Linked DNA regions of Mus musculus: region 2 is linked to region 1. A link is a contact called in public HiCAR-type data. All regions are on one chromosome and are shown on one strand. The core of a region is the stretch at or near the end of the contact, and the rest is flanking DNA. Distances in the headings are between cores, read along the strand shown.

What was found. HiCAR-type assays count read pairs that join an accessible place to other places.
Region 2: a contact with region 1 is called in a HiCAR-type map of Th17 cells, with 3 times the contacts expected there. The contact joins two enhancer-like sites. A contact is called at or near these places in 3 of 484 Hi-C or Micro-C datasets (Th1 cells, Th2 cells and macrophages) and 2 of 115 datasets of contacts at active chromatin or transcription factors (CD8 T cells and Th17 cells).

What each region holds. Positions count from the first base shown.
Region 1 is chr15:9,572,860-9,577,564 of GRCm38.p6, reverse strand. No RefSeq gene overlaps it. Among named protein-coding and RNA genes, the nearest start is that of Il7r, 45 kb to the right of the region's middle. Within about 2 kb of position 2,579, at least 47 of the 459 cell types and tissues checked have an H3K27ac peak or open chromatin away from gene starts, as enhancers often do. A contact at or near this core is called in CD8 T cells, Th1 cells, Th17 cells and 1 more, where this site is marked.
Region 2 is chr15:9,868,121-9,872,825 of GRCm38.p6, reverse strand. No RefSeq gene overlaps it. Among named protein-coding and RNA genes, the nearest start is that of Spef2, 120 kb to the right of the region's middle. Within about 2 kb of position 2,270, at least 24 of the 459 cell types and tissues checked have an H3K27ac peak or open chromatin away from gene starts, as enhancers often do. A contact at or near this core is called in CD8 T cells, Th1 cells, Th17 cells and 1 more, where this site is marked.

The DNA of each region.
Region 1 (4,705 bases), core at 1,330-3,829:
ATAAAAAAATGAGCAACGACGATCCTGGGCTGCTGAGCTTCAGTGATGGCCTCCTCCCTGGTTCCCTCCTGTGGCTGTTCTCTGAATTTCTTAGTGGGTCCTACTCTGCTCATACAGCATGTATTTCTGAAGGTCCTAGGAATAAGTCATCTATGCACAGCCGATTTCTGGATGCTTCTTCCACTTCCATAAAATTTACAGGTTTTGTGAAAGCTTACAGGTCCTCACATCTAGCTGTGTCCACTTCAAGGAACAATCTCTTCCTCTTCAATAAAGAATCAGATCTTAGAACAGCTGTCCAGGCAACTGTCCTTAGGAGGTCATTACCATAGGTCCTTAGGAGGTCATTACCATAGGTTCAAAGGAGGTGTTATCTCCAACCAATCTGTCTTAAAAACATTCCAACAAATAAAAACAGAATTCTTTATCTAATTTAATCTCACTAATTCATAAGATTACCACTGACAAATAATGCAGAGGAGGTTTATGTAACTGCTAAAAGTTACAGAGCTATAAATATAGACAGAAACTAGAAGCCAGTTTTTCAACCCCAAAGCCACATACTTACCTCGTTTTTTGTTTGTGTATAAAACACCAACTGCACAAGCACAAGGTGGAGAAACTATAGCTTAGTGGTGCCTTAAACCAAAAGCTGTTCTTTATTCAAACTAAATCTAACCTAACATAATGTGTTATGTTATCCTTAGGATGCTGATATCCTTGGAATACTAATGGTAATGTAACAGTTAAAATAAGGGATAAGCTAATTTTTCTGTGATCTGCTGTGGCAAGATCTCAACAGCAACTTTCTACACAGTTCATGGACACACAGTTTTACATCATGTGCTATAAACACAGATAAATAGAATATGTTACATAGAATTATAGTTTATTAGCTATATAAGTCATGTGCATGTATGCATTTTGCATATTTGCATGCTTTATATCATGTGGTCTTAAATATATACACTATATAATACCTATATATCATTATACTTACATGTTATCTATTAAAAAAGAATCACAGTATATCTGCAAGGAAACCCAGAAGTCCTTGGCTTTGAGAAGAGAAAGTTTGGGTTTAGAAAGAATGTAAACAATAATCAAACAGCAATAAGATTTGATGAGACAGAGGATATCTGGGTTATGCTGTGATTACCAAGTGCTGACAAGAAATAAAAGTATAAACCACACAAGCTGTTCAGATGAAGTAGCTTTTCTGTGTTCCCTAAGGATAAGCCACTCTTGGTGATGTGGTGAGTGATAACGGCCCCTCTTGCAAGACGAACATATGTGCTCTGATTGGGCAGGGTAGCAGCTATCAGGGATGTGTGTGAGGACAGTCATCTAGTACTTCGCAGCCTTAACTCTTCTAACATCCCATCTCTAGTGAGCCATTGTGTTGTGAACCATCAACTCTCTTCTTAGCTACTCTCTACCTAATGGGCCATTTTGATGCAGTCTTCACCAAGGATGTATCAGTTCTTCCTCTAGTACTCTCTGAGCAGTGCTTGAAAAATCCTTTCTAGAGAACTAAAATAACACCATGAAGCTGTTTCTCTACCCAATCCTGATGTTTTCTATTTGAAGATTACAGTGAAGTAAAGTGGGTGTAGGTGCTAAGTACTTGCTTGGATGACTATGGCCCCATCCATCTCTAAAGTTCTCCTAACCAGTCCTGTAGTTATGGAAATGTCGCAGATTCTCCTAGTCTCCCTTATTCAAACTTTCAAAGCTAACTCGGCCTCTTCCCTCACACCCAAATCTCAGTCACTATTGCTATAGATAGATAACCCTCACAATGGCCACCCCTGTCTCAATGGCACTCAAGCTCCCATCATGAACAAAAGACATCTCCCATCAACACAATTCTAGAAATGTAAACTAACTTGGTAGGGAGGAGATTTCCTCCTAACCTCACACTTGTTTATACTAAATCTATACATAGAACCACATTAGAGTATACATTACTAGAAAGCAAGGATTTATGAAAGCTAGTGAGATCCATAGTTTATTCCAGTCATCTCTTTTTAGGACCTTGACCCTGGTGTTACCCTAATCAGGCCAGTTATGAAGCCACCACCAACCTTACTTTCTCCTGCTTGTCTCCTTTCTAAACAAAGCTGCCATGACTCTTTCCTGATACCCTTTGCAATTCATTCCACCTCTTTTCACATTTCACTAGATTTGGCCTAATAAAACACATCATGTCACCTACAGGTGCAACTCCATCTACTCCCAAAAGTTTTCATGTCAGTTCCACAACAAAGCCTTGATACACAGAGGCATCTCTGGGCATCCTGTTGAGCCAGACGTAAGCAAAGTCACAAGCAGATTACCCTAAGATTCGAAGTATAAGTACAAAGAAAATGTTGTTTTCAAGCTTGCTTCAAAACAAATCTGGAAAGAGATGCTGGCCCAGACTTGTGGCTGCAGTTCAAAGCCCCAAAGGGGACCAGGGGGCTCAAAGGTGTGCCTTGAGCATTTCAGCTCAAACACTTGCTGTATCTTTTGCTAACTTCAGGCTAACCACAGGGAGACAGCTACTCTGTTCACCATTTCTTAAACATCCTCACCTTGCTATGCCCCCACAAACCAGGCAGAAACCACAACATCCTTCTAGTATACGACAGGCTTCACCATGTACTCTGGAGGCGGAGAGCTTAGTCTTCTTCCCCTCCACTTTCACTGTCTGAGCCCATTTCGTACCAAAGTCCCTGCAAATTAAAGTCTTTGCTGGCATGCTACCTCCGTGCGTTGGAAGGCACCACTTAGCTTCCAGATGCTACAAGAACCCCTTACATGTTTCTTCTGAATTTCTGCATTTAAGAGTTTGATTCATTCTGCCAGGACCACAGACTAGAAACTTCCTTTAAAATGGCATGTAAGACTAGACCACTGTCATATTTTAAGCAGGCAACTTCCTTCAAGCTGATGAGCATAGTTGTAATAGATGACATTTTCTTAAAGAAGTAGAAGTAGCTATCACGTAATGTTTTTTTTTTAATATATTTTTGATAAAGATACACTCACTGTTGGCCTTTAAACATTTATATAAGGTGTATTTTACTATGCTCAGGATATAACAAAAGGAGGCAAGGCATGAATATTTAGCAAGAATCTGGGATTTTTAACCAGGAAGAAACTCGCATAGAGTTTAATTCCTTTGTCTGAGAAACATTTTAGACATTAAACCTCTAAAGAGCTGAGTTCTGAGACTCTACTACTCAAGCAAAGCCACTGCAACATAGGAGCCATAATAATAAAGGTTTCTTTTATACATCTAAGTTTGATGTAGTGGTCAAATGAAGGCACATTCAGTATGCAAAATTTCTCTGATTTCTCCTATTACATGATTATGAGGCTATTTGGAGCATGGGCTGAAAATACAGATTTCTGGGTAGTCTTCTTCAAAATATGCAACAGACCAGAAATGCAGAAATTGATTTCTTATACCCATAAAGTCTTACCAATATGACCTCCTAAAGGTGAGCTGAACAAGGACATGACAGAATGGATAGGTAAAAGCTTAACTCTTCACAGAGAACTATAGGCAACTAAAGAAGGATGGGAGCAGGAGAGTTGTTCTTACTCAAGGATGAGAACACCAATGGCCAAATGGGAAGCCCTGAAAACATGCATACAAGTAACATTATTTAACAGGATATATATATATATACATGCATATATGTCATATGTACATGGAATAACAATTAAAAACGAGGCCATAGATTTGAAGGAGAGCAGAAGGAATATATAAGAGAGTTTGGAGAGAGAAAGAAAAGGGATAAATATTGTAATTATAACTCCCCCCAAAATATTTTAAAAGTGATTTCCTAGTCTTTTTTTTTTCTAACGTTTCCATTTTTTTTAAGGAGTACAAGATATAGTTCACTCTCTCCTTAAGTTCTTTAATTGAAAATGGAGAGCAAGCCTTATGATAAATAGCAATTGGCTTCATGCTCAAGGTTAGCTAGGGAGGTCACAGAGCTTGGCAAAGGGCCATAGCACAAGGTTAGCTATTGGCATGACAAGGGGCAGAGCACACGTTAACTGGCAACTACCAAATGTTAGCTGAAAATAAATTCAGAACATTTTGCAAAGTCCCTTGGGTTTTAAATGTTAATGATTAATTCAAATGTCTTATAATGCTATGTGGTCCAACGTTGCATAAAATAAATAAATATAGTGTACGAGACTTTTACATGACTTATGGTTTGTCACTTTCCTATGGTCAGACTTTCCAGAGGACATCATTTTAAGTAAGTTACAAACCACTGGTCTCCACATTGAGAATCTCAATACCCCATCACTGTTAACCCCTCTAGTGCCCTGTGCCCCCTTACATGTCATTCTCTGGGAGTCTGAATTCAAGATTGTCTCTTTCATCAGTGCAGTGCAGCACTCTGGCAGAGGCAGAACTGAGCAGATTAACTAGTACACTCCATCTCCTATTTTCCTCTTGGCTGGTTGCATATATGCAGGAATATTATACTTAATGCACACATATACAACATGTATAAATAACATAATTGGTTTCTGTCTTCTCCGGATGATGACTAACTAGTCTGCAACTGCCAGGCATTTGAACCCAGGAAGTCTAAGGATGTACATCGAGATCAATGATAAAGCTAAAACTCTTCTTATAGCCAGCTTCCTAATCGCCTGCACATGCTAAACACAGAGGGGTAGAAGAAAGACATTG
Region 2 (4,705 bases), core at 1,021-3,520, 300 kb before region 1:
GAACAACAATATGAACTAACCAGTATCCCCCGAGCTCATGTCTCTAGCTGCATATGTAGCAGAAGATGGCCTAGTCAGCCATCATTGGGAAGAGAGGCTCCTTGGTATTGCAAACTTTATATGTCCCAGTACAGGGGAACACAGGGCCAAGAAGTGGTAGTGGGTGGGTAGGGGAACAGGGTGGGGGGAGGGTGTAAGGGAGTTTCAGGATAGCATTGGAAATGTAAACGAAAAAAATATCTAATAAAATTTTTAAAAATGAAAAAGAAAAAAAAAAGAAGGTTGAACACCACCCCCTTATGTGTAGAGTGTTAATTCCAAGGAAGGCTGTTTCTTTCACAGTTATCATGAAGGCTGCTGTTGTTAGAATTTTCAGAGTTATCACGCTGGACTCTGGTATTCTCTGTCCAGTCAAGAGTTGGACCTTCAGCTCTGTACTATAAATATGTACCTCAGCTGATTGTGTTTTAGTTTTCCCGTGCATGTATGTGTAGAGGTCAGAAGTCAATTTTGAATTCCTCTCTCTATTACTCACTATCTTCTCTTTTGAGATGGGTTCTCTCATTAAGCCAAGAACTCCTTGTTTCTGCTTGACTCACTGGACAGTGAACTACAGGGACCTGCCTCTTCTCTCTTACCAAGTGCTGTGGGTTCCAGATCTTCATTACCTTGACTACTTCTTTTATGTAGAACTTAGATTCTAATGCTACTGCAGCTAGCATCTTACCTACTGAGCCATCTCCCTAGCCCCACCCCAGTGGACTCTAATGCACATATTGAAGGTGAGACATGGGACAAATATCATCTCCTCTAGATGCTCTAACACGTAGATTTATAAGAAGAAGCATGTTGTTCCTACTTCTCCAGCCTTATCTCCTGTGAGCACCTCTGTACCACAGCAGGAGAACTTACAGATCAGAGCTTCAAATCTTCACGTATTTCCCCACCTTCTCTTTGCTTTCCTAGGAGCCGCTACACCCTGTAGTGCTGCTTGTGTACTGGCAGGATCTATGGATCATCACTCACACTGTAACCAGAGAGAGGAACATCTTATCATTATTCACAGTCCTTCCCTGTACTCTCTGACTTATCTGCTTCTTGCTGTGAAAGATAAAGCTCTCCCATAAATGTTGCTTCAAGATTCATAGTCCCCACCACATTTACAACACTGATTTTCTACCTTTAAAAAGTGCATCTATATCTTCCAGCAGATAAAAGCAGTTTGAAGGCGGAATTTTAACCCTTTAATCACAGTGTCTATCATAAGCTAAGCCCAAGGGGAAGCTGAACTACAGTGTGTACAATTAGCAAAATACGATGCTTTGTCCAAAATCCATCCATTCATTCATGTTTGCACGTATATCCATGTATACCCATCGGAAATTCCATGTCCCATATCTTTGCATAAACATTAGTAATTTGAAAGCTGCTTACAAAGTTGTGAATTTTAATTACTTTCTGTATTTTTAGGTTGATTTAACTACAGAGGAGAAAATAGAACTAAATTGTCTACATTGATCAGGCCTCTGAGAAGGTAATAGGTTTCATTTTTACTTCAGTAGTCTTAGTGTCCTTCAGCTACTCATCCATCCTGTGGATAGCTTTTATGTATGTATGTATGTATGTGTGTATGTATGTATGTATGTATGTATGTATGTATGTGTGTGTGTGTGTGTATGTATGTATGTATGTATTATTTACTTATTTATTCACTCATTTATTTAATTATTTCTGTATAATACTCCAAAAAGCTACAGCCCCAAAGCACTTCTGGTGCTAGACTGTGCAATGTGTTCATTGTATCTCAAATCATTGTCAAAGCAAACATGGGGTCTTTGTAGCACAAAATGACTTCTGTAGAGCTTCCCACTTCTCCCTGACTCACTCTACTTCAGAGTCAAGAAGGTGAGTTTGGATGAGAAACAATGTGAGTAGCAATCCTTGGAGTGTTTTCCTGTATAACCTGTGGCTCCTAACAAAGTCAGAAGATGGGGAAGAATGCAGGAGCTAAGAAAACAGTAGCACAAAGGTACTCACAGGAACTAAGGCTAGACAGGCACTTGGGTGGGAATTGCATGAATTTTCTTATAAATTGCCTTTAATTTTTAAGCAGGGCAACCTCAACATGCACAGAAATACTTATTTGAGCCTCCTTCTGTATTTTGGAAATCCACGAGCCTCGATGATTGCAGCTTCTACCCAAAGAGGGAAGGCCTATGATGCTGTGGGTGGAAAGGAAGTGGGGGGCAGACTCCAGGTACCTCACTCTTTTACTCATCTCCTTGTCAGGTTATGACAATTTCGTGCTTCTGCAAATCCACCTGCCAAACAATTCCAGGAACCAGAGATTTGTCAGCGAGCCACAAGCACAGAATTCTTACTTCTGGGCTCAAGAGGCTGCCTCTCAGCACAGACAAGGTTTGCAGAGTGTGATGAGAGCCACTGTGGGCTGGATGAGCAGAGTGTGGTGATAAAGAGGAAATAGGACTTAATAGTAGACCTCAGTGTCATTGTGAAGTCAATCACCACCTGCTGCACATAATTTACTCCCCTTTTGGTGGCTACAGGAAGTTCCTGGAATTGGCGTGCAATAAGGACAGAACCCACCCCTGAGTGAGTAAGACAGTCAGGCATTCAGCTGGCTGTAGAGGCAAACAGGCCAGGACTGAACAGAGGTTTCAGCCCAGTACATTTCTATTCGTTTTTCTCTCCAAGAACTACAGCAGGGGGAAGATTCATTTTCAGGTGCGAAAACATTTTCGCACCCTCTTACATGGTGAAAAGCTGCTGTCTGTTTTTGCCTTTCATTTTCTGTCCCCCTAAACTCAACTTCAGACCAGCCCATAAAACAGGCAGAAAATTCCATTGCTTAATTTTGTTAGTGATGACTTTGTTTTCAGACATGACGGGCACATTTTGAGTTTTGTTGCTATTTTATTTCCATAAAAGAAATAGTTTTCCATGACAGATACTCAGTTCCTCCTTAGGCAAAATGCTAGAAGATAAAAAGAAAGAAGGAAAATTGTGTTTCCTACTCTGTTTTGCCTTTGTTCTTGATATTAGTGTTCAAATCTAAAGGCTACAGAGGAAGAAAACTGCAAAATGAATGTTTAATGATGTCTATGTATGTGAATGCATACATAAAGGAAATTCATATTATATGTTATAAGTCTAAAAGATAAATATAGAGAATATATCAAATACATGTTATACAAAATAATGTTCCTAGAATATAGAAAATAATATTTCATGTGCATTGAGTAATATATATATTATTTGGCCCTCACAGAGCAAGTCAATAATATACTAATTATTTCAATACATTTTAATGTTTCTAATTTTTGATTCATGAACCTAGGACATGCATCTTTCTTTCTCACAGTAGTCTAGAAAATGACCCAGAAAAAAAAATTCCTCCAAAGCCTGCTTTCAAGACCCGCTACTTTAGATATAAGTATTTCATGCCACTGCCTTGAGAGCTAATGAGAAAAGTCAACCTAAACCTATTTCAAAAGCAGGATCTTTACCCAAAGAGTATCAAATATTTTGGGAAGATATTACTGAAATTATTGGATATTATTATTTGCCTGTGAATAACTTTCATCCTAAACATTTAGTCTTTTTCATATTTATGAGTCATAAGCCATATTCATTCATCTCTTGACTATTTACTTTAAAAATATTCTTTCTGATGAAACAGAAGTCTGGTTCATAATGAAAATGGCAAAGAAACTCCCCTTACTTTAGCTTCCTTACATTAGCTGACCTTGGGTTCACCTCTTCCATTTTTCTTGTAAGAATATTTGACACACTATTATAAAGCACCCATGGAGACCTGGAAATGGGATATGAAAGGCTGTAGGTAGTTTGGTTGCAAAGATATAGAAGTAATTGATGCCCATGGGTCACCCCTGAAACCTTCTACCCACTCTTTAACACACTGGCCATGATGCAGGAGTTTGACTTTGTCTGGTTCCTATTGGTATGGTTTAGGCTGTACTGAGCGCTTCTTTACTGTCTGGCAGGAAAGGATGCTCCAGGCTCATTTTCTGTGCCCACTCCACTTCTTTCCTTTTTTTTTTTCCCTTTTAGATACTAAAATGTGGGGTATTGGGTCTAGTCTATCTTTCAAATAATTAAAACTCCTCTGACTCACAGGATTTACTTTCCAGATCCCCCTCCCCCTAATTATAAAACAGAGCATTGCTTTGTGATCAGACCTCAGTCTCCTAGAGACTGCTGATAGTCCTTGCTTGGACCATGGAAATATGGCTACATTTACTTTTGGTTAGGATTTGCTGTCGAAATAAGTTACCTGGATTAGGTTAAGATGTATTCATTTTCCAGCATAAGAAGATTATGGATAATTTAAGGTAAGCTGTTACTAAATTTAGTGTTCTGTCTCTTTGCTGTTAGCAGTGTGGAAAGTTGCTATCTCACATCTAAGCCACATTGGATGTATCAGAAGCTACTTTCTAAACCTTAAGTCCTTGCTCTCAGCCGAATCTTAAGTCATCTTGTCTTGACCCTGGCAATTACTTTCATTGAAATTGCAGAAGGCAGTTGCATACATATACTGTAGTGTTACATATACAATACACGTTGCTTGCCTAAGAGCTTTGCAGTTATTTGAAAAACAGAAGTGTGAAGAAGTATGTGCTACCTACACTGTAAAATCTCAAGCAGTTGTTTATGTCAATTACTG